2 separate regions of the Rattus norvegicus genome follow, and region 1 is linked to region 2. Evidence: chromatin contacts called from public Hi-C data. All regions are on one chromosome and are shown on one strand. Each heading gives the region's core, a stretch centred on a gene start, on an enhancer-like site or on the middle of the called end of the contact. The rest is flanking DNA. Distances are from core to core; before and after follow the strand shown.

Region 1 (6,745 bases), core at 645-3,144, 120 kb after region 2:
ACTAAATTTGTAAAGTTAGGAGGGAAATAAATATAACATTTGCCTTGCAAAGAAAAAAATTCATTTCCCCTTCATGAAATTCCAGGTCTCTAACTCTTATATCTCCAAATGAAATAGTCATGGGTGTGAAGCCATGGCTTTCTTGTTCTGGGGTGAGGATTTCTTGGAGTGGGAGTACTGTTTGTTTGTTTGCTTGTTTGTTTCCAGACAGGATTTCACCATTTAACCCTAACTGGAGTTTGCTACATAGACCAGGCTGGCCTCAAACTCCCAAAGATCCACCCACCTCTGCCTCCCAGCTGCTGGGATCAAAGGCCAGGCAAAATCATGGCCCCACAAAACCAGATCTTTAATTTTGTCTTTGAACATGCTAATAATCAGTGTCTTCTGTGCCTTTTATAAAACCCACAGCGACTTACCACTATAGATAGTCTAGCCAGAACTACACTATTACGCTGAGTAACCTCATTCAGAAAGCTATCGACATAGCACACACTATACTAACTACTCAAACACGGCAGCCTGAAGAATATAGGGGAAACAGAGGCTTAAACAGAGGCTTCCACACTACGCTTGCAAATTTAAGGGGTAAGCGGCGCCCTTCCCGCCCTTCCCGCTCACCTGCCCTGCCTGCACTCCAGCTCTTGTACCTCTGCAGAGCAGCAGGGGTTTTGATGGTTTGCAAGTTTTTATCTCCCTGGGATTTGCAAACAGTGCAATGAAATATAAATCACTTTAAAACTCAAAAGGCTTTAAGGTATATGTTTTTTATAGAGTTGAGAAAAGGATCCTTGGGAGAAATGTTTAAGATTTATGTAAGCAATTTATCAGTGAGAATGTAGCATAGGCCCGCTAGCAAGTGACATGGAAAAATCATGAGACAGCAGCCTCAGACAATGCAAAGGGGATAAAAGTCATAACCATGCTTTGCAAATCAAATTTGGCAGCGCAGATTTAATACATGCAATCAATCACTCTTAGCAGATATATAGATATAGATATAGATATATAGATATGGGGGGAATGATGTCACAGGTGAGGCAGGTACAAGATAGAAGGAGGCCTGTCATTGGATGAGAAGGAAGGATGGGCGGGAGAAAAGTTTGAAGGAAGAGGAGGAGACTGGAACAAAGAGAGGAGGAGGAGAGGCCGAGAAGCCGTGGCAGCACAATGGAGGCTGATGTTAAAATTCCGCTCTGTGTATTTACAGGTTGTTATCAATGTTCTTAAGGGATGGATGGTACCGGACTTTGTATGTTTAAGTGGGCAATTATATCTTATCAATTGGATCTAAGATTATTGTGTTGTGTGTTCTTTTATGTGAGGGTTTGAGTGTAGGAAAGTGCAGTGGCTGGAGACAGTGGGCCGCTGCAGCAAAGTTGGGATGTGTTTCCGCCAAGATGTCTAGCAGATATCTTGGGACACCTGGACTTCTAGCGGGATAAAAGACACCAATACTTTTTTATTTTTTTATATTTTTACAACAACAACAACAACACACACACACACACACACACACACACACACACACACACACACACATATATATATATATATATATATATATATATATATATATATATATCATCCTAAATCACTGAGAGACAGAGAGAGAGAGAGAGAGAGAGAGAGGCAGAGAGAGCAGACAGACAGACACCGAGGGAGAGAGAGAGAGAGTTATTTCCCTCTCTGATCACTCTCTGGATTCATTGGATTCATACAAAATGAAAAAATGACAGCATGCATAAGGCCCCTCAGCAAATGGCACAGCTAATGGTGCCCAACTCAACTGTGATGCTAGTGGAGAAAGAAAGGACTGCACACTCTAGGCTGCGAGGCCGAGTCTCAGAGGATGCCTTTGATGCTAGCACAAGGGAAATGCGTGAGGAGGGAGCATTTAGGCATGAAGCCACTGTGGCGTACACAATGCGGACTGTATAAGCCTGCCTCTGAGTAGAGCCATATAGCTGAGTCATGCAAGCCTTGCAGCTGTAAGAGAAAAGCTAGACTGTTTCATAAACTCGCTGGGGACATGTCTGAAGATTAGATGGGGGAAACGGCAACACAGTAACTCTTCAATAGGATCTCATTAATGCAAGCTAATGGGGGAGTGGGGAGGAAGGAGAGCCAGTCAGTCTGAAATATTGCAGCCTAAATTAGAGGATGTTTATGAAGTACAAAGAGGAGAACGAGTTGGCTGCTAACAGAATGTTCCGCCAAGCCTGGCACGTTCATTTGTACTTCTCGGGATATATTTGCACATAGACAAAGCGATCAAGGCCTTAAAAAGCTTTCTCCAAATCTACTGAACTTTTCCTGATTCTGAGAGCCTTTTCAGTGTACTGCTTAGAGTCAACACAAAGCTCAGTTATCGTCCAAGCATCCTGAGGGGACTCAACCTTTCAACACTTCAATTCCCTCCTTAGCAAAAATTTGCCAATGTCAACTCACTTTCGTGGACAATGCATAAAGCACTCTGGAGCCTGTCAAAGTGTTCACAGTGTGGTAGGATGAAGCAGTTGGATATAAGAAATGGAGACTGGCAGAAGGCTATGGTATGAAGCCAGCATCAAGAGACGAGGGAGTCCTCAGATGTAAGGGGTTCCACGTGAAGACAGGCTTGATGCAGATACAGAGTTCAAGGCGCTGAAGCCAGAGAGAACAGCATCTGTCTCTACAGAATCTGTCCCTAGAACGTTACCCACCACGTGTGTAACAGAATGGAGCTCTGGGGTTGAGGAGATGGCTCGTTCAGTGAAGTGCTGATACAATCGTGAGTAGCTAAGCATGGATCACCAGCAAGAAAGCCAGGAGCAGCACTGTGTGCTCCAGAGTCCCTGGGCTGAGGGGTGGGGACAGAAAGAAGGATCCCTGGGGTTTTCTGGCCAGTTAATCTGGTAGAATCATAAGAGAGTCTGTCTCAAAAAAGTAACTAGAGTAATAGAGAAAGATTCCCACGTCATCAACCAGTGGCCTCCCATAGGCACATACACTTTAACATGTCCACAGAGATGCATGCATACACACATGCATGTATGCATGTGCACACATGCATGCACACACACATACACAAACACATGCACACACACAAAATACATACCTAAATTCATATATATATATAATCATACATATATGATTATATATAATCATATATAATCATATATATATGATTGTGTGTATATATATATATATATATATATATATATATATACACACACACACAAACACAAACAAGAAGGGGTATAAGGGGAAGGGTCCTTTGGCAGACATCAACCAATAATATTCCTTACTACATGTTTATCCCAGGGTTTGCTCAGCTTTCTCCTCATGGCAGACGTAATGCCTTCAGTTCAATGCAGGCCCTGCTCCTGCTAGCTCCACGTCTGGGCACGACCAGCATTTCAGAAAGCTAGTTCAGTTCCATTTTAGAATGTTAGAACGTGGAAACAAAAAGTCATACAAGGTCCTGCCGCTAAAAGTGAGCCAGCAGGCAGGGCGGCCCCACATCTGTGCACTCGCTGATGTCTGAAAGTCTGGATTCGGTGAGAAAGACGGGTCTGCGTATTGCAAGTGTTCTGTCTACAGAAACGTGAAGCAGCAAGGAGGACAAAGAGAAGACAAATGGAACGTTCCTGAGAAAGGACTGCGAACTAAGTGCAATGCTAAGCCTTACTCGGAAGTTTGCCTGGCTCCCTCATCACACAAGCGACAGGGCCTCCCCTTTTACTTCACTGAAAAGAAAGGTGGGATTTTTTTTCTGGGGTCAAATATGGAATTTCTAGAAATTAATATGTCGATTAAACCACGAGTTTATAATATATGTTCTATGGATGGCTTTTATAGAGCCATGAATTCCATGAAATGAATATAAAATTTTGTTCCTGTGTATTTTCTGTCAAGAGTTTAAAGCTTACATTGGGTCCTCAGTGGGCCATGAGAACTGGAGTCTATATTCTACCAAGATTGATCTGTTTTGTGAAAGCTGATGTTAGGACACTGAGCAAACGTAGTATGGGCTAAGGGACTAGTTTGTCAGACATGTACCTGACAAAGAACTTGAAAACCAATCTCGCTGGCAAGTAAATACACACACAGAGGCCAGGGACCAGCGTTTCACTGTCAGGAGTACACAGAAGGCAATAAACACATGACAAGGTGTTCCACACCCTTAGCCACTGGGGACATGGAAATTCACACCACAGTGACCTGCCAGTCAATATGGTTGAAACAGTAAGAGCAGGCGCACAGGAGAGAGGATGGGAAAACCCACGGTGCTGGTGGGATACGAAAGGATACGGGCACTGAACATCCAGGGGATTCCTAAAAACAAGCACAGAAGGACTACCAGCATTTGCACCAATGGCTTTTCCAAACAGACCAAACTAGACGTTCCCAGATGTCCTTCAACAGCCCTAATAGATCAACTCTAGAGCACAGATCATCACAGGAACGTTAGTGGGTCTCTGCATTCCTGGCTTCTGTATCTATGCATCCTACCAAACACAGACAGAATGTGCCATAGGCTTATAAAGGTTGCCTCTGAACTAAACCTGTACAGATTTTTTTTCTCATTATTATTTCCTCAAGCAATACAGTATTACTTGACTAATGCTGGTAAGTTATTAGGTGTTATAAGTAATCTTGAGGTAAGTTAGAATATATGGGAGGGGTCACATACGCTATATGCTAATACATCATCTTTATAAGGCTTGAGCATCCTCTGATTCAGGTATGCAGGGGAAGTCCTGGGCCGATCCCTACCCACAGATGTAAAGTAACAACCACACACTATTTACCAATACAAAGGACGAAAACGGTGATAGACAGCCACATAGATAGAACATCAGGAAGCGAGGCTAGAGTGATGACTTAGCAAGTGGGAGCCTAGATTCAGTTTCCAGAACCCATGTGGGACAGCTCCAGGAGGAACCAGCGCCTCTTGCCTCTCTAATCATCTGTATTCATGTGTGTATACTTATACACAGATACACAATCGATAATAATAGAAACAGGTCTTTAAAAAACTGCAGGAAGTTACATTGAGCAATAAAAGCCAACCCCAGAAAGTGTAGACAATACAATTCCATACACATTTTATAAAAGAAAAACGCCATTCGAATGGGGACAGACTGGTAGTTGATGGGCTAGAGAGATGGCTCAGTGGTTAGGAGCACTGACTGCTCTCCCAGAGGTCCTGAGTTCAAATCCCAGCAACCACATGGTGGCTCACAACCATCTGTAATGGGATCCAATGCCCTCTTCCTGTGTCTAAAGACAGCTACTGTGTACTCACATGCATAAAATAAATAAATCTTAAAGACAGTTGAGCGGTAAAAGTAGAAAGATAATTATGATTACAAAAAGGAGCAACACACTTGAGGCTGTCTTGCTGTCCAGTGTCTGACATGGTAGAGGGTAGATGAGTTACAAAATGGTACAGCATAGACATTAAAAGCACAAGCTGACTCACAGACGTAAAGTGGAAAGCCTGGGCAAGGCTGACGTATCAAGGCCTATAGAACTCTGCCCTAGTTTTTATTATTTGATATTTATTTTATTTCATAGGTATGAGTGTTTACACTGCATGCGTGTACATGCACCGCATGTGTACCTACTGCCCAAAGAGGCCGGAAGAGGTTATATAATCCCCTGAAACCAGAGTAACAGAGGTTGTGGGGTGCTGGGAAGGAAACCTAGGTCCTCTGGCAACCAGTGCTCTCAAATGCTGAGCTCTCTCTTTAGCTCCTGGAGACTTTTTAAAGGTGTGTGTGTGTGTGTGTGTGTGTGTGTGTGTGTGTGTGTGTGTGTATGTGTGTGTGTGTGTGTGTGTGTGTGTGTGTAGCTGTGGAAGCCAGAGGAGGATATGAGAACCCCTGAAGCTGGAGTTACTGCTGGTTGTGATTGTGAAACTGGGAAACTGAAGTCAGGTTCTCTGGGAGAACAAGAAGTACTGAGTATTTGAGCCATCTCTCCAGCCACTGGTTAAAATATTAAGTTCTGTAAGTTGTAAGCCTGGAGCAGAATAGAACGGCGTATACAAAGGGCCTCCTCTTGTTTCTGACAACTGCATGGGATTTCATGATTGTTTCAATAAAAATTCCAATGGAAAGGATCCTTCCAGAGCACATGTGTCCTAATCGACCTTTTCCCTTTCGTGGTAGCCAGGAAAGGTCTCTTGCTTGCTCACACCCTCTCGCTCTCTCGTTCCCCTGTGTTGATTCTTGTCGTAGTTACTAGAAACATGATTAGAATTTCTTTACTGCTTGCTCCATTTTGTTTAAGCATTTTTGTGTGACAGAAAAGCTTTGTCCTTTGAGAAAGGGGCTGAAGAGAAGGCTCAGCCCTCGATGCTCTTCCAGGAGGCCCAGGCTCCCTATACCAACATGGCAGCTTACAAGCAGGAGACCCGACATCGCCTTCTGATCTCTGTGGGCATGAAGCACACACGTGTTACACAGACATATATGCAGGCAAGTGACTCAGACACATAAAACATAAACTGAGTTTATTTAAAAGACTGAACTTAAATCTTTGAAATGGCAAAAGATTGCCGAATCCACTGAGGCAGTAATATGTCTAAACTAATAAGGTGTGTTAGTTACGAGCAAAACCAAAACAGGCAAAATCATGAAATGCGTTCTCCCATGGAGGTCCTTAATTTAAGATTTTTGAGATCCAAGAGAACGCTTACATTCTTTTGGTTGAAAACCCCCTTAAGAGGCAACAAGAAACCACAGAAGGGCTT
Region 2 (6,656 bases), core at 2,372-4,871:
GAGAGGGGTGGGTGGGGGAGGGGAAGTGGAGGAGGAGGGGTGAGGAAAGGGAGGGGGAAGGGAGGGGGAGGAGGAGATGGGGAAGGGTCGGGGAGGGCTCTGGCTCCTAGACTGTATCCATTGTCTCATTCACAGGTGATTAACATGGGCTGTTTTCATGAGCATTTATAGCTCTGTGGCCACTACTATCAGTAGATATGAGAAGTCACTTAATTAGTAATTATTAGTTGACAGTGTGGGAGGGGAGACAGCACTACTGAGCGCACTCTGTGCCTCACCTCTAGGAGCCAAGACCAAGGAGCTGTTCTGCTGGATCTTCAATTCCTCTGCTGATATCCCTACGAAACTTTGCATGGGGGCTTGGCAGGCCTGTGTGCTGCCTGGTGAGAAATCCCAGCCTCACATCCCTCTGTATCAATTTCTTCCCAAATGGTTTTTGCTGTTTTGTTTGATTACGAAGTTGGGTTTCTACCCACAGTCAGCTTCAGTTCATCTGTCCCCCTAGTGTTTGCCCTCCCTGTCCCAACATCCACCAAAAGTTTTCCTTTTCTTGGATTATATGTAATAGACAATCGAAATGAAATGACTCAAAATTATAGCCAGATGTCATAGTGCAGACTTTAATCTCAGTATGTGGGGGGTGAAGGCAGGATTGTCTGGAGTTTAGGATATCCTCACCTACTTGGTGAGTCTGAGGCCAGCCTGGGCTACATGAGTCCCTAATCTGAAAAAAATAACAACATAAGCAACAAATGACCCAAAGGTAACAGTGATCAATATCTATTATATAAATGTGTAGAATGTACAAATAATAAAAATACTGTTTAAAAATTTAAAAAATCGGGGCTAAAGAGTTAGCTCAGCGGTTAGGAGCACTAGCTATTTCTGGGATGATGTGGGTTTGATTCTTAGCACCCACTTGTCCACTCACAACCATCTGTTACTCCAGTTCCGGGGGATCTGATGCTCTCTCAGGGCACCAGGCCCATATATGGGTACTGCATACATTTGCTGAATGGTTCACAGACATACATGCAGGCAGAACACATGTATCCATTAAAAATAAATACTCTAAGACGAGGAAAACCTTATCAAGACAAGGAAAACATTATTAGAAATGAAAACCAGGGCCCAACGTGTTTAAAATATTTGCAATTTGAACCCCTGCATGAGTTGGCCATGCCCGGTCTACATCTACAGTGGACACCCATTTTCCTTTTCTTCTTGCAAAAGCATTTGTGCACGTTGTGAAAAGTGTGTACAGCAACCTTTTAAGGGACTTTCTTAGACAGTAGTTACTTAACACAAAGTAAATAACGAAGGGTAAAAGGACATTTTTTGCCTGGTGACAACTCTTTAAAAAAAAAAAAAAAAAAAAAAAAAAAGCCCAGGGAGGAGTTATAGCCAAATTCATGTTATAGCCAAATTCATGTTATAGCCAAATTCATAGGAACCATCTTGGGTAGACAGCGAATACATTTTCTTCTAACCCTAGTTGATATCTTCTCTAGCTATAGAAGACTAATTTCTCCTTAAAAGCTTTTAAAGCTTTAATTTTAACTTACGTCTATGAATTCACTCGCGTATGTGAACTACGCAGTGAAGGCATGCAGTGCCCAAAGAGGCCAGAAGAGGGCATTGGAACCCCGGGAACTATATTGCTACAGGTGCTGGGAATCGAGCTCTGGTCCCCCGCAAGGGCAGCAGGTACCCGTAACCACTGAGCCATCTCCCCAGTTCCTCTGCAAAGTCTTACTTAACCAAGATTCTGTTTAAAAGCTCTGCACTGTGCCAAGCCCTCTGTCTGCCAGCCAAATCTGCAGCAGCAGATAAAGTATGGCTTCTTGCCAGAGCCTATCAGTCTTGAAACTTCCCAAGAAGAGCGCCAACCAGTTCCATTCGCCACCCCACCCTCGCTCACCTCGAGATGTGCTCTAGCTCCCCACCCCTCCCCCCACAGGAAGAGTCAAGACACGCCCCCATGCTCTTGTCTCACCATCTCAGTTTCACGGGTCCCTCATGTTTCTTTCCATGCCCATAGCTACATGACACACAACTCTAGCCGAATGCACGCATACAATCTCTAATCCAATGGAGAGCACCGGCGACTCGTTAACTGCAGGAAGTTTAGCCTCAGTGTGAGAGTCAGGTCTGTGGCCCGTACAGCCTCACTCACGCTCTATAATCCCAGCTGACAGAGCAGCGCCATCACTTTCCAGGAGCTTCTGTGATTCCGCTAAGACACCAGGACTTCACTCAAGCAGCAACTTCCGGACAACCATCACACGGAAAGTTCCACCAGAACAACACTGATCGAGTTTGCAAGACAACACCACATTTGTACCACACAGTTTAAAGTAATACAATACAGCAAAGCCCTCATACTTCTATCCTGCATGTTTTATTAGTAGTTCTAAGAGTCCAGACAGACTACCAGCTCACTCAAAGACAAGAGTTTCGAAGTGGCCTCTGGGGGAGCAGCTTCTTCTTTCTGCCTCTGGTTTACATCTGCCTGTTACTGCTGGCTGCTCTCTCTTCTGTCTCAGGGGTTCCTTTAAAGCCCACTCTCACTTTATTTCATAAAGTCAGGAGATTTTCTTCTCTCCCTCTTCATTCAAAAGTTTAAATAATGAGAGAAAATGCTGGAGTCAGAAAGACGTGTCCGTGGCCTTTTCATAGATGGCTACATGTTAAGTTTTGTTCAGCCTCTCTCTCCCTCTCCCCCGACCCCCCCTTTCCCTCGCTCCCTGTCCCCTCTCCTCCTTCCCCCTTTCCCTCCTCCTCTCTCTCTCTCTCTCTCTCTCTCTCTCTGCCCCCTCTCCCTCACTCCCTGTCCCCTTTCCCCCTTCCCCCTTCCCCTCCTCCTTCCTCTCTCTCTCTCTCTCTCTCTCTCTCTCTGCCCCCCCTCCCTCACTCCCTGTCCCCTTTCCCCCTTCCCCCTTCCCCCTTCCCCTCCTCCTCCTCCTTCCTCTCTCTCTCTCTCTCTCTCTCTCTCTCTCTCTCTCTCTCTCTCTCTCTCTCCTCTCAGCCTTCCCAATGTTCCTCCTCAGCCACAATGACGTTACTGACTAAGCACTCAGCCCGGGCAGGGTTACTGCAGTTTACAAAGCAAAACTCTTCTCACCCAACAAGTACATCAGCAGGAGACTGAGGAGAGGTTTTAAGAGTCCCAAATTAAAAATAATCCCACTATTTAATACTTCTAACAGCCAACCCCCCTCCTCTGCCAGCAACGTGTCTGAGTAAACGTTCTTCAAAGCTGACACTCCCGAGAGAGAGTGAGAACAGGGTGCAATGGGCAGCAGCTGAGACATCTTGTGTGCATGGAGAACCACGCTCCCGACTTTGGGGCCCACAGGAGTCATCTAGTCCTCAGTGTTTGCTTTGTTGTTGTTTTGTTTTGTTTTGTTTTGTTTTCTCCTTCCTCTTCCCCTGTTGTGGGCTCTGGATATAAATTATTTTTCTCCTGTTCTATAGCAACAGCGACAGATGTGTGCACACCGCTTGGAACACAACTAAGTCTCTGTTCCAAGTTTAGCGGCCCCTTAGGCCAGGACATCCAGCAAACCACCGCTGGCGAAGTGCCAAGCCCAGAGCAGCACAGTCAACCAACACTGCGGGTGCTTCCTCCTGGCCTTCTCTAGGCTATGGGATTTCCCAACGGTTGTAACAGCTCTGACACGTGTCTACCACGAAGGCTGAACACAATGCCAGGGCCTCCAGGAACCCCCTCACGAGTTGCTGGTGATGCCTCCACATGTCCGCTGCCTCTGCCACATAATACACTCTCAACTCTCCTTAGCCTGCGGACTTGCCTCATCCGCAACCTTCTCACCCAGGGCCACCTCCAAGACAGCTCTGTTCCCATGTGTCCTTTGAGTGTTGTGGTTGGTTTGAATAGGCTTGGCCCATAGGGAATAGGACTGCTGGGAGTAGGTGTGGCCTTGTTGGAGAAAGTGTGTCACTGTAGGAGCAGGCTTTGAGGCCCTCCTCCTTGCTGCTTGCAAGATAGGCTTCTCCTTCTTGCCTTTGGAACAAGATATAGAACTCTCAGTTCCTCCAGCGCCATGCCTGCCTGGACGCTGCCTTGCTTCTGAACCTGTAAGCCAGCCCCAAGTAAATGCTGTCCTTTATAAGAGTGGCCTTGGTCATGGTGTCTGTTCATGGCCATGGAAACACTAAGACAAGTGTGCAAGCAGCCTCAGCTGCACTGCACCTGAAGAAGACTCATACATCCCAGTCGCCGGGCATCTGATGGCAGCCGCCGGGCCCTTGTTCTCCCACTCAAACTTCATTCTACTCTGCTGGCCTCTAAATAATTCCAGGGCTGTGTAGGGGAAAGCAGCGGAGGAGCCCAGAGGCGGGTGGGGGAAATAGGACGTCTGAAGAGAAATGAGAATTTTCAGGTCTGTGAAAAGAATCATCTCTACCCTTCTCTCTTAAGGGACCTACGCACATGGCAGTGCCTGGTCTTCTCCAGAGGCCCAGGGGGTGGGGTGCAGACCACCCAGACTCATCTCCATGGGATGCATTGGGCGGCACTGCGTAACAGGTAGCATGGTACCCAAAGCCCACTCTCCAGGCTCACGGAGACATGAGGTAATTATGGCAACTACCACTCCAGAGTTTGGCCGGGTGAAATCCCTCAGGGGAATGTTTTGGGTTCTTCCTATGTACTTTTAGATTGTGAGTGAGAGTTGTAAGGTTATGACTGAAACGTTAAAGAAAACTGACTAGGAGAAAACTGACTAGGAAGGCTGAAAGAAGTAAGCAAACGGCCCACAGCGCCCACCCCTGGCCACAGGCAATGCAGCATTTTGGAACATACCCAAAACTAGGCGGTCCTGGTCTTCCTGTTCACTCGGCCCGTCGGCCTGGCTTTTGACGAGCTGAAACGGACACAGGTGAGGAATCTCGTTAACACGATTTTGTATTCTCGAGGGCTAGACTGACGATCTTGGGAAACGTCCATGAAAGCACACCCCTCGCACTGCAACACGTAAACAGGAGACTCATCTATGCTTATAATTAGCCCCAGGAGCTAAAAATAAGGAAAGGATGTGTGTCCAGCTAACACACACCTGGAAGCTGCCCACGGGTAAAGCAGTATCAGTAAACATCCTGCACGAGATGCTTCCAGCCACAGCATGTTCTGGAGGATGCCGCTGGTTGATCATCTCGTGCTTACGACGGTGACAACTCAGGATAGCTAGGCTTGGGTCATACATAGCATGTAGCCCATTGTGATCCTAATAAAAGAAATTGGATTATGGGCATAGCCCTGCCTGCGTGTGGATTTGAATGAGCAGGAGGTTCGATGGTCACACCTACTTTAACTCTGGAGAGATACACAGAGATGACAGTGAGGCCAGGTGACCATGGTTCCTCACCTGTCCATCCTCCTCCTCTTCTGAGGGTGATCTGCCAGACTCCAGATTCCTAACCTCTGCAAAAGAAATAATTCTTTAGTTAGAAACACAGACAGGCAAAGACAGACAGACAGACAACGAAAATACATGACAGGTATATACAAGCTACCCAGGACCCTCTGCACGGGATTAGCTAGTTAACAGGCGACTCTACCAGAGACTGAGGTATGTAATCGCCTGACTGCACACACGCTGGGGTTACTACTATGTAAACAAGGCAGGGCGCTCTCTCGGGAAATCCTGGGGTGGCAGGGGTGGGGGGGTGTGCCTTATATAAATCAGTATCCTTGACTGCAAAGGAAGGATGCTCACCACACACACACACACACACACACACACACACACACACACACACACACACACCCCCAAAGGTTCTTAATAGATGCCGAGGATGTGACTGGTACCACCTGAGGGAAATCCTACTTGTCTTCTCCCCTGGATTCCACAGATGTCAGTAGAAGAAAGAAAAACGACTAATTCGTTCTAAGAGACAGGCAGCTGTCTCTTCTGCATGGACGAAAGCACACAGCTCTCGGCACCAACCAGCTGGTTAAGCAGTGGCTGACCCCAGATGCTCTGGCTGGGGGGCCCCCTCCCAGCAAAGCTTTTCCTGGAAACAGTGTTCAGGGTGTTCTGTGACAAACAGGAACCCAGGTGACAGGCACTTTCTCTGTCCCCTGACTGATTGGTTCTCTTCCCAAATACTCAGTTTCCCCGGAAACAAGTTCAAAGACTGTCAAAATAACCATGGAGCATGTTTAGCCTTGGGTAGCGTAAATGCTGGCTTCCCTAGCAGGGGTGGTTAGCTGAAAACCTTTCACCTGAATTTATAAGAATATACAACCTCGCCAGGCCTCAGGATCCTTTCTTGAATCTCCGCTTCTTAGCATGCTGGACCTTTTTTGATGTGGTCCCAGAGAAAGGCCAGGAATTTTCCCAGAAAGTTTGTAAACTGGGCAGTCCCTACCCCAGTTGCCCCTCCTGTTTAATTCAGTTTCCTACTGCCTCAAACCTCCAAGTGGATTTATTTAAGCTCTTGGTACGGCCAGAGGTTTCATTTACACTTAATGTACAAGCCCTTATGTATGAGTTCTCCACGGCAAATCAGATGAGGGTGACAGGTTGCAAAGAAATAAGAATGGAAAGTCGAGAATAGGTGACTACAACTCCACTTGTCACTGTTTGTTTGTTTGTTTAATGGACCTCTTCTGAGAGACACAGCCAGAA

What was found. Hi-C and Micro-C count contacts between places; a contact is called where the count stands out from the background.
Region 1: a Hi-C map of Schwann cells shows a contact between it and region 2, with 3 times the contacts expected there. The contact joins two enhancer-like sites. A contact is called at or near these places in 3 of 12 Hi-C or Micro-C datasets (the A7r5 cell line, Schwann cells and mammary epithelial cells).

The regions. Positions count from the first base shown.
Region 1 is chr2:31,244,072-31,250,816 of GRCr8, forward strand. All of the region lies in intron 1 of Arhgef28 (Rho guanine nucleotide exchange factor 28), which reads right to left. Among named protein-coding and RNA genes, the nearest start is that of Arhgef28, 47 kb to the right of the region's middle. Within about 2 kb of position 1,895, at least 41 of the 93 cell types and tissues checked have an H3K27ac peak or open chromatin away from gene starts, as enhancers often do. A contact at or near this core is called in Schwann cells, where this site is marked.
Region 2 is chr2:31,125,525-31,132,180 of GRCr8, forward strand. It overlaps Arhgef28 (Rho guanine nucleotide exchange factor 28), which reads right to left. Exons shown (of 36, transcript NM_001415065.1): 8 at 5,391-5,446; 9 at 4,829-4,889. Among named protein-coding and RNA genes, the nearest start is that of Arhgef28, 170 kb to the right of the region's middle. Within about 2 kb of position 3,622, at least 14 of the 93 cell types and tissues checked have an H3K27ac peak or open chromatin away from gene starts, as enhancers often do. A contact at or near this core is called in Schwann cells, where this site is marked.